Regions from separate parts of the Sus scrofa genome. Here regions 1 and 2 are each linked to region 3. The links are chromatin contacts, called in public HiChIP or PLAC-seq maps. All regions are on one chromosome and are shown on one strand. The core of a region is the stretch at or near the end of the contact, and the rest is flanking DNA. Distances in the headings are between cores, read along the strand shown. Region 1 holds the start of SRP14 (signal recognition particle 14 kDa protein). Region 2 holds the start of ZFYVE19 (abscission/NoCut checkpoint regulator). Region 3 holds the start of BAHD1 (bromo adjacent homology domain-containing 1 protein).

The links. HiChIP or PLAC-seq counts read pairs in DNA pulled down with a chosen protein or histone mark.
Region 1: an H3K27ac HiChIP or PLAC-seq map of alveolar macrophages shows a contact between it and region 3. The contact joins the promoter of SRP14 here to the promoter of BAHD1 in region 3. A contact is called at or near these places in 1 of 47 Hi-C or Micro-C datasets (omental adipose tissue) and 1 of 2 datasets of contacts at active chromatin or transcription factors (alveolar macrophages).
Region 2: a contact with region 3 is called in an H3K27ac HiChIP or PLAC-seq map of alveolar macrophages. The contact joins the promoter of ZFYVE19 here to the promoter of BAHD1 in region 3. A contact is called at or near these places in 1 of 5 promoter capture datasets (liver) and 1 of 2 datasets of contacts at active chromatin or transcription factors (alveolar macrophages).

Annotation. Positions count from the first base shown.
Region 1 is chr1:131,240,103-131,243,330 of Sscrofa11.1, forward strand. It overlaps SRP14 (signal recognition particle 14 kDa protein), which reads left to right and starts at 1,459. Exons shown (of 5, transcript XM_003121602.6): 1 at 1,459-1,599; 2 at 1,749-1,821; 3 at 2,323-2,435. The coding sequence starts at 1,576.
Region 2 is chr1:130,516,396-130,519,229 of Sscrofa11.1, forward strand. ZFYVE19 (abscission/NoCut checkpoint regulator) reads right to left here and starts at 1,548. Exons shown (of 12, transcript XM_001929402.5): 1 at 468-1,548; 2 at 16-92. The coding sequence starts at 69. DNAJC17 (dnaJ homolog subfamily C member 17) reads left to right here and starts at 330. Exons shown (of 11, transcript XM_001929383.4): 1 at 330-520. The coding sequence starts at 443.
Region 3 is chr1:130,873,323-130,876,543 of Sscrofa11.1, forward strand. It overlaps BAHD1 (bromo adjacent homology domain-containing 1 protein), which reads right to left and starts at 1,413. Exons shown (of 7, transcript XM_021097680.1): 1 at 1,378-1,413. LOC106509023 (a long non-coding RNA gene) reads left to right here and starts at 537. Exons shown (of 3, transcript XR_002345437.1): 1 at 537-584; 2 at 835-1,068; 3 at 3,217-3,221.

The DNA of each region.
Region 1 (3,228 bases), core at 209-2,708, 370 kb after region 3:
ACTCCCAGCCACTCCTCAGCATTGTGGACACAGGGCAGCTTGTTTCCCCTTTGGGGCCTTTGTTCTAGCCATTCACTGTGTCTGAAACACTCTGTCCCCTGATCTTTTTGAATGGCTGGTCCTTTTAGCTTTCAGCTCAGAGTTCTCCTCAGTGGGATTTCTCTGACCCCCAACCTAAAGTTGTCCCCTTGTCACTCTTATTTGTATCATCCCCTTTAGTTATCTTCACAGCACTCATTATCTGAAGCTATACTTCTTATTATTTCCTCCTTATTTCTTTAACCCAAGAAATTTGTCCTATGTCCTGCTATAGCCCTAACTCCCTGGCACAGGCTGAGATACCCTCAGTGAAAACCCGGTTGCATGAGTTCAGCTTGCCTTTACCAAGGTCTAAGGGTTCAAGCTGACTACTGGCAGAGCAGGGCCTAGACCCCAGGTTTCCTCACTGAGCCCAGAGGTGAACTAAGATATGGCTCCAGGCGCTCTTGAGACAGGCAGGAACCTGGGACCCTTTGCTGTAGCGGCTGCAATGCTTGCACCTAGACAAACATGTCCTCCAGCAGGAGAATACAAAGAAACTATAAGGCACTAAAAATATCGGCCGTTTGGGGCAAATTATGGGCAGGAAGATACGAAAAGTCTAAAAACCCAACTGCCACTTCTGAAGAGCTAAAAGCAAAAGCAGGGTGTTGGAAGCAAAAGCGGGAGTTCCCCCCGTAGCTCAGTGGTTAATGAACCCAACTAGGATCCATGAGGATAAGGGTTCGATCCCTGGCCTTGCTCAGTGGGTTGAAGATCTGGCGTTGGCATGAGCTGTGGTGTAGGTCACAGAGGAGCTCGGCTCCCAAGTTACTGTGGCTGTAGTGTAGCTCCGATTAGACTCCTAGCCTGGGAACCTCCACATGCCTCGGGTGCGGCCCTAAAAAGACAAAAAGACATCCCTCGCCCAAAAAAGCACAAAAGCAAAGTATTAGGCATGCCCTCTGCACACCACCACCAAAGCTACTCCTCTGGCCCAACCTCCACCCCTGGACCTGCCCTTACAAGAACCCCGGGATGGTAGCAGTCTTGCTAGAGCTGGGGCCGCCCAGCCTGGTCAGAGAAGGAGAGTTCAGTGGACCGCCAAGGAATTTATTCTAATGAAACAGCTAACGGTGCAAACATTCTATGCCTCAGGCACTGTTGGAGGGATTTAATAGGAGTTCATTTACTCTTCACAACCAACTAAAAGGTGGTTACTATTATAAGGTGAGGAAATTGAAGCATCAAATTGTCAGGTAAACTCGACCAACATACAGTTGAACGTACACAACTAGGTTTCCCTCGAACCTTTCCCACGCCCTCGCTCTCCCTCCCACTGCTTGTGTGAAATCCCGCACAGCCCGCGAGCTTCCAAAGGACAAGCGGGGGCGTCTCAGAGCGCAGGCGCGGGGTGGGTGAGGCGGGGAAAAGGTGGAAGCAGGGATTGGGTAGAAGAGAGCAGAAAAATAGCGGAAGTCCCGCCCAGCCAGGGTGGAACTTCCGGTTCCGACTGCTTGGGGCTTGTGCTGACTGAGCGGAGCCCGCAGTGCCGGTATGGTGCTACTGGAGAGTGAGCAGGTATGGCGAGAGCTGGCTGGTCTAGGGGCCGAGGGGCCGATGCGGTTCGGGGCTTACTTGGGACCTGTTTCCGTTGGTGGGAGGTTCTGGGACTTGGCCATGCGAGAAGGGGGTTTGGGCCTAACGGGGCCGGGCTTGTTGTGTTCCAGTTCCTGACGGAGCTGACGAGGCTCTTCCAGAAGTGCCGGTTGTCGGGCAGCGTCTTCATCACCCTGAAGAAATGTAAGAAGCTATGGACGGAGCAAGGCCGGGAAGGAGCTAGAAGGCCGAGCGTTTCCCTGGTCCGGGGGCCCAATTACTGGGAGCCACAGACGGAATCTGTCTGCCGTGCATCCCTGCCTTCCCCCCAACCTTGTGCTGGGCACATCCAGAGCTGACGGGCCGGAGTATTAGGGATTGTGGCTGATGCGGTCCCCAGCACTTAGTCACCTGAGTGAGGCTGTCCCAGTGAGTCCAAGCATTTCAGGCCTTTTTGTCAAGGATCCCAAAACTCCTCTACAGTTAGTGAGATTTAATCTGCTTTGATATTACAGTGTTCCCATCGTGGAAGTAGCACATAGATTCTCAAGGTAGCAATGCCGAGAGTGATGGCAGATACGTAGTTAACAGGACTAGATCACTGGAGGGGGATTAGGTTATCTTTTGTATCCCTTCCCTACTTATTAGCTTTTTGTCTGTTAACAACGTTGTGGCTGTGTTTACCAGGATACATTTTTCACGCAGATGATGGTCGAACTAAACCCATTCCAAGGAAAGGTTCTGTGGAGGGATTTGAGCCCGCGGACAACAAGTGTCTATTAAGAGCTACTGATGGGAAAAAGAAGATCAGCACTGTGGTGAGTTGGATTCCTAACACTCCTGATTTTGTAGGTTAAAGACTTGAACTTAAGTTAGGGTTATCAGAACCAGGTTTTTTGTTGTTTTTTGTTTTAAACTATTAAATAAAGCCTAGTTTGTAGCTCCCCACCTGTTTTGGAATCAGGGTCTTCTTTTATTACCTTAGTAGTAGAAAACTCAAGAGCAAAATTAAAATGAAGAAAGTAAAAGTCAAACGCTTGTCAGAGTAAAATTAGCGTATTGGTCCTTATAGTATCAATGTAAGGAGCAGTTGACATATTTGATTCCTTGTTCCTGTACTGTTCCTGCCTTCAATGAACAGTTTCTTGGTACCAAATGATGCTTTTTTTTGCTTTTTAGGGCCACACCCGTGGCATATGGAGGTTCCCAGGCTAGGGGTCGAATTGGAGCTGTAGCAGCTGGCCTACTGCCACAGCCACAGCAACACCAGATCTGAGCCATGTCTGTGACCTACATCACAGCTCACGGCAACACTGGATCCTTAACCCAACCCACTGAGTGAGGCCAGGGATCGAACACGCAACCTTATGGTTCCTAGTCAGATTCGTTTCCACTGTGCCTCAATGGGAGCTCCCCAAATGATGCTTTTACTTTTAAGCTGATTATTCCCTTATTGTTGTGGTTCAGGTACCAAACATGTATTATGTTAGGTTTCATATTTGAGAGCCTATAATTTATTTATTTGTTTTTGGTCACACCCACAGAAATTTCCTGATCAGGGATCGAACCTCTGCCACAGTGGCAACCAGAGCCACAGCAGTGACAATGCCT
Region 2 (2,834 bases), core at 298-2,797, 360 kb before region 3:
GGAGAGAAGACTCGCCTCCTTTTTGAAGATGGTGAACTTGACAGCGCAGCCGTAGCACCTACTCTCCATCCTGGTTCCCGGCGTAACAGGGTCTGCAGAGTTGATTTCTTGTGAGTCAGGTCCAGAAGCCCTAGGACCTTCGCCCAGCCCCGCCCCTGCTTCCCCACGCCCACTTGCGCGCGAGAGCCAAGGCCTCGGAGCAAGGAATTACGACAGTCACCCCTGCGGGAGAGCAGTAGTGGCGTGCGCGGACGCTGCTGGGAGTCGTAGTTCTTTCACCCCTGCCAACTTCTCTCAGAGGCAGTCAAGCCTGGCTGGCCCAGATCACGACATTTCCCAGGGGGCTAAGCGCCATTCAGCTGGCTTGGGATCCAACTGTCCCCGGTCCCGACACGCTTAGACTCCTGGGAGTTGTAGTACTAATCCAGTCAGGATTGGAACCATGGCGGTGACCAAAGAGCTCTTACAGATGGATCTGTACGCGCTGCTAGGTATCGGGGAGAAGGCGGCGGACAAAGAGGTGAGAACTGGAGCGAGGAGGGCCGTTCCCGAGCGACCTGGCGACTCTTCCGGTCTTGGCCTCTCTCCCGAGGCTGGCACCACCAGCTTTCCAGGTTCGACCCGGCCCTGGGTGTTTGGCAACGAGGGGTCGGCCCGACGGCCTCAGAAGCGGGTTCCGAGACCTTTCCTAGTGGTCTGAGGACTTCATGAGGAAGAGAGAGCACAGGAAGGAGGTTCTTTGAGTGGAGTACGGTACTGACGTCTCCCCGTGGCCCTTGTCTAAAGGAGGCGGCATAGCCAGCCAGGCGGGCAATCTTTGCTTCCTCACTGCGCCTGCGCAATGTCAGCTTCTGATTCTGCTACACTGTGCAGACGTGAGTCATTCATTCTCTCCAGCAGGTTGATTTAACTTCGCTTAGAGCCTAGGAGAGGACAGGTCTTAAGGCTTCTCCATTCCCTCTTCATCCCCTCCTTGGCAGTGTGACCTATGACTCTGCCATCTCTGTTTTCTTTTACACCCCAGCCCATTGACTCTTCAAGTAGCAGTTGCTCAGGTGTTGTCCTCTCAGCATGTTCTAATGGGTCAAAAGCAGGATCAGAAGGGTAAGGCAAATGGCCTGGAATTCCACAGGAAGGTGTTGATAAATGCGCGAGAGGAGTTCCCACTGTGGCACAGTGGGTTGAGAATGCCACTGCAGCGGCTCAGGTCGCTGTGGAGGTACGGGTTTGCCTCCAGGCCAGGCACAATGGGATAAAGGATCTGGCGTTGCTGCAGCTGCCCTGGGAGGAACTTCCATATGCTGTGAGTGCAGCCATTAAAAATTAAAATAGGGGAGTTCCCGTGGTGCCTTAGCGGAAACGAATCTAACTAGCATCCATGAGGACGCAGGTTTGATCCCTGGCCTCGCTCAGTGGCTTAAGGATCTGGCGTTGCTGTGGGCTGTGGTATAGTTCACAGATGCAGCTTGGATCTGGCGTTGCTGAGGCTGTGGCATGGACCCCTAGCCTGGGAAATTCTATATGTCATGGGTGTGGCCCTAAAAAAAAAAAAAAGATTAAAAAAGGAAATTTCCATTGTGGCTCAGCAAGTTATGAACCCGAATAGTATCCATGAGAATGAGGGTTGATCCCTGCCTTCCCTCAGCGGATTATGGATCTGGCGTTGCCATGAGCTGTGGTGTAGGTAGCAGGTGCAGCTTAGATTCTGCATTGCTGTTGCTATGGTGTAGGCCAGCAGTTGCAGCTCTGATTCGACCTAGCCTAGGAACTTCCATATGCTGCATGTGCATAAAAAATAAAATAAAAAGCAAAAAATATGTATATAATAATTTTTTATTTATTTTTATTTTTATTTATTTTTTATTTTTTGTCTTTTTGCTATTTCTTTGGGCCGCTTCCGCGGCATATGGAGGTTCCCAGGCTAGGGGTCGAATCGGAGCTGTAGCCACTGGCCTACGCCAGAGCTACAGCAACGCAGGATCTGAGCCGAGTCTGCAACCTACACCACAGCTCACGGCAACGCCAGATCGTTAACCCACTGAGCAAGCGCAGGGACCAAACCCGCAACCTCATGGTTCCTAGTCAGATTCGTTAACCACTGCGCCACGACGGGAACTCCAATAATTTTTTAAAAATATGCCAGAGTGGGACACTGATCAAGCTGCAATTAAGATTTCTACTACTTTCCCCTGGATTGTCATGGTAGTTGTAGCAATGTGGGAAAGGGTGGCAGGTGATTCATCAGATGGAAATTAATGCCTACAAATGCCCATGTACTTTTAGGTGGCTCTGCTCATAGGCTGAGTGAGCTTGTGAGAAGAGGAAGCTCTGGGGCAAAAGAGCAAGGGGACCGATAAGGCCCTTGAGGAGGGTTGCTGTCAGCCTGCACAGAACTGTTTCCTACAGCTACAGCTGAAATTAGAAGTGGGCCATGGGGACATGCATAGAGCACCAAATGCATCTGCTATACCTGTCTCATAAGGCTTACAATTTCACTGTTAATAATTCCTAACACCCATATAATATGTGCTGGACACTATTCTAAGTGTTCTACGTTTGTAAATCTTTAATTAGAGCTTCATTAATAGTGAGAAATTACTGCAGACATTTCACACCAGATCCAACCAGTGTGTTTGAACCTTGAAGTTGAGAACTCCTAAAGAAGGCAGTTGTGAGCCATTAATGTGTGTGTGTGTATATATAATATTTATTTATTTATTTTTGGCCAAACCTGAAGCATATGGAAGTTCCTGGGCTGGAGTTGAATCTGAGCTGCAGCTGTAAACCATGCCATAGCTGTGGCAATGCTGGATCTTTAACCCCCGGTGCCAGCT
Region 3 (3,221 bases), core at 163-2,662:
CCTCCCGCCCGCTCGCCCCTTCCCCTCCTCCTCGACCGCGGCCCCTAGCTCACCGGGAGGGCGGCGCGGACGGCGCGGCTCTGGGAGCCCGCAGGCCCTGGCCGGGCTGGAATCCGGCGGCTGGAACCCCCCGGGGGCGCTCAATTCCCGGGCTCCACGCTGCTGCGTCAGCGCCTCCTCCTGGGGGCCGGGGCCGGGCGGGCGGAGCGGGGGCCGCGGTCGGGCGGGGCCGTCGGGGGGGCGGGCGCGCCTGGCCCAGGCGGGCGGACGGCGGGAGCCGGACGGGCGGGGCAGGCAGCCGGACGGGCGGGCGGCGGGGGCCGGGCTCCGGGATCCGCTACGCCGCTCGCGGTTCCCCCACAAACTCCCCGAGAGCGGAGCCTCCGCCGCCCTCCTTCCTGCTTCCTCGTCCCTAGCCAATCAGCGGCGCGCCCCTCGGCCAGCTCCGCCAATCAGCCGCCCCGCCCTGCGCTGGCCCCGCCAGCCAATCCGGCCCTCGGCTCCCCCTCCCGGTCTCCGACCAATCAGAACCGTGGGTCGGTCGTCCCAACGCAGGGGGCAGCACGAGGCGGCCGGGGGAGGCGGTGCGGGGAGTGGTGGGGCCTGGGGGGAGGGGTACGGTGCCAAGGGTGGTGGAGTGGGGGGTGGGTTTCTTTGCCGGCTTCTCGGATTTTCTCTTCGTCTCCAGAGCCGGAGCCCGTATCCCATGGTGACCCGACCCTAGAGCCCCAATCCACTAGCTGCTACCCCACCCCCGCCCCCCCGAGAAATCTAATCTCACCCCAGCCCTGGCCGTCACCTCTCTTCATCCCTCGTCCCCTTTTTCCTCTCCAGCACCCACTGGAGAAAACTGCGGGCCGAGGAACGCCCCACGCTCGCCAGCGGCTGCTGCCCCCAAGGCAAAGCTTCGGGAAGACCAGCCGAAAATCAAGCGCAGACAACCCCCCTTTCCTGCAGAAAGGGCCCCAGACTCCAACGAAAGGGCCCCGACTGCTGAGAAGCCCCTCCCGCCCTTGCCTCATCTTTCCGACTTCCCTGCCTGCCACGTCTCCTTTCCTTTCCAGCAAGGTCGGTCCTGGCTCGGTAACCCCTCACCCGCATCTCTTTTCCCTCTTTCTCCCCTTCACCTACCTACCGCCCCCCACTCCAGCTCCTAATTCACCTCTCTCATAAGCAGAGTGTGAAACCCTCAACCGTTTCCAGCCGACAGCAGAGCCTGGTCTATGAGTCCTTGACACCCACACACCCTCTTCCATCACCGCGGGGAACACCAGAGCTCTCCGGGCGAGGGAGGAGGGGGCGGGCAGCCTGACAGCCCAGGCTGGACTCCCTCCCTCGCGTCCCCAAGCCAGGATGGGACCAAGTGTGGACACTTACCTGGCTTCCCCCTAGTCACCGAATGCCGTGGCTCCGTCTCACACCCACAGACGTGCCTTTCCAAGCCTGAGCACGCTCGCAGGGTCAGCGGGGTGGGTGGGCACAGCAGGCTGAGGTCACACGGAGGTGTGGGAGGTCCCTGAGGGGTGCGGGAAGGGGCTGTATCTTGGCCACCTTGAATTGCCAGAGCCGGCAAAGGACTTCCCTTCAGCAAAGTCTGGATGTGCACTTAGTAGGTTCTTGAGAAATACTGAGTCCTCTTTGAAACAAAGCTTCATTGCCAATTTAGGCAGGGGAGGGGAGCTTTGGGAGGTAAAAGGAGGAGCGGCAGAAAGGGTAGTGTCAAGTCGCCAGCTACATGGAGGAAAACACCTCTGACAGAGAAAAGCACCCCCAGGGCTGCGGCTGCCTAGACAAGAGCAGAAATGCAGCCTTGGAGTGTGGCTGAAGGGCTCCTCCTGCACCATACATAATGCTTTGCCTTTCCTAGACCGCGGCAGTCAAGCACTCACTAGAAGATAGCCTTTAAGACAATTAGGGCTACTAGCCCCTATGCCTGGGAAATAGAACCCTAAAAGATGGTTCCCTATCTGCCTCTAGAGCTGTCAATGGGGCCCAGACAGACCTAGCTGTGTAGGGGGACATGTTTAAAGGACCTGGCCACCCAGCAAGGTGTGAATGGAAGCTGAAAGCCGAGACTGTGGCATGGCAACTTCTCAAAGGGCCAGGTTCTCCCAAGACAAATGCTCCTACTTTTCCCACGTCCCACCCTCAGGGAAAGCAAAAACCCCAAACCTACAAAAGTAGAACTCTTAAAGGATTGCTCCTCTCCCTGAGCCTCCCAGGACAAGCTTCCTACCAGTCCCACCACCACCATCTGGCCAGCCCTACCCCCCCCCCTTACAAAATACCTCCTCCCCCTGTCCCAGTCTGTCCTTTGGGCTGATACCGCCACCCCTCATCAGAGACTGATGGTAGAGGGTAACAGCAAAAGTGGCCACTGGAGCTAGATCATGCCATTCTGGCAGCCAAGAGCCAAAACAGGAGAGGGGACAGGGCTCCTGTCAGCAACCCAGCCTATTGTGACCTTGGCTTCATGCCCACTAATGGGCAGGGATTGAGGCCAAGAGGGTGAGAAAAGAAATGTACCGAGTCACAGGAAAGGAGACCTAAGTGGCAGGAAGCCCATCCTCGGCCTAGGAAGTGGTTGCAGGGTGAGGTTAGAAGAGTGGACTTTTCCCCAGCATCCAGGAGTGAAGATCCAATGGCCCTGGGCTGGGGAGTGGGGAAAGAGTTGTCTTTATTTGGGGCTGTGGTGGGAGGGAAAAAAGGGAAACTGATTGTTGAGGAGACAGAGCGGTCATGAGAACCCATTCCAGTCTACCCGGCCTGCCCAGCCTGCCCAACAGCTGGAGGAGTTCTACTCTCAGAGCCTCCGTCATGTGGGTGGCTGCCTCCTGTGCCCCAGGAGGCTCTAACCAAGTGGACTACAGTTTGGAGACACAGGCTGGCTAAAGGCACCTGATCTTTCTCCTCTGGCAGCTGGCTGATCTCCCTCTGTTCCCCATCCCCTTTGTTAATGCTGGTCAACAAACCAATGAAGAGGCCAGGGGCTACACCCCCTGCCTGTCCCCCAGGGGACCTTTTGGTCTCTCTTCTCCTCCTTTACCCCACTTGCAGGGACCTCTTCTGGGCTTGCTTCCTTTCCAGTCCAGAGCCCTTTCCAGGTGTGGAAGAGCTCTGCGTGTCCTCTAACCTTTCCTGAGCGAATGCTGCCCCCATCCCACCCCACCAAGGCAGCTGTGCCAACGCCTAGGGCCCCTCACCTTTCCTCCCCAGGGCAC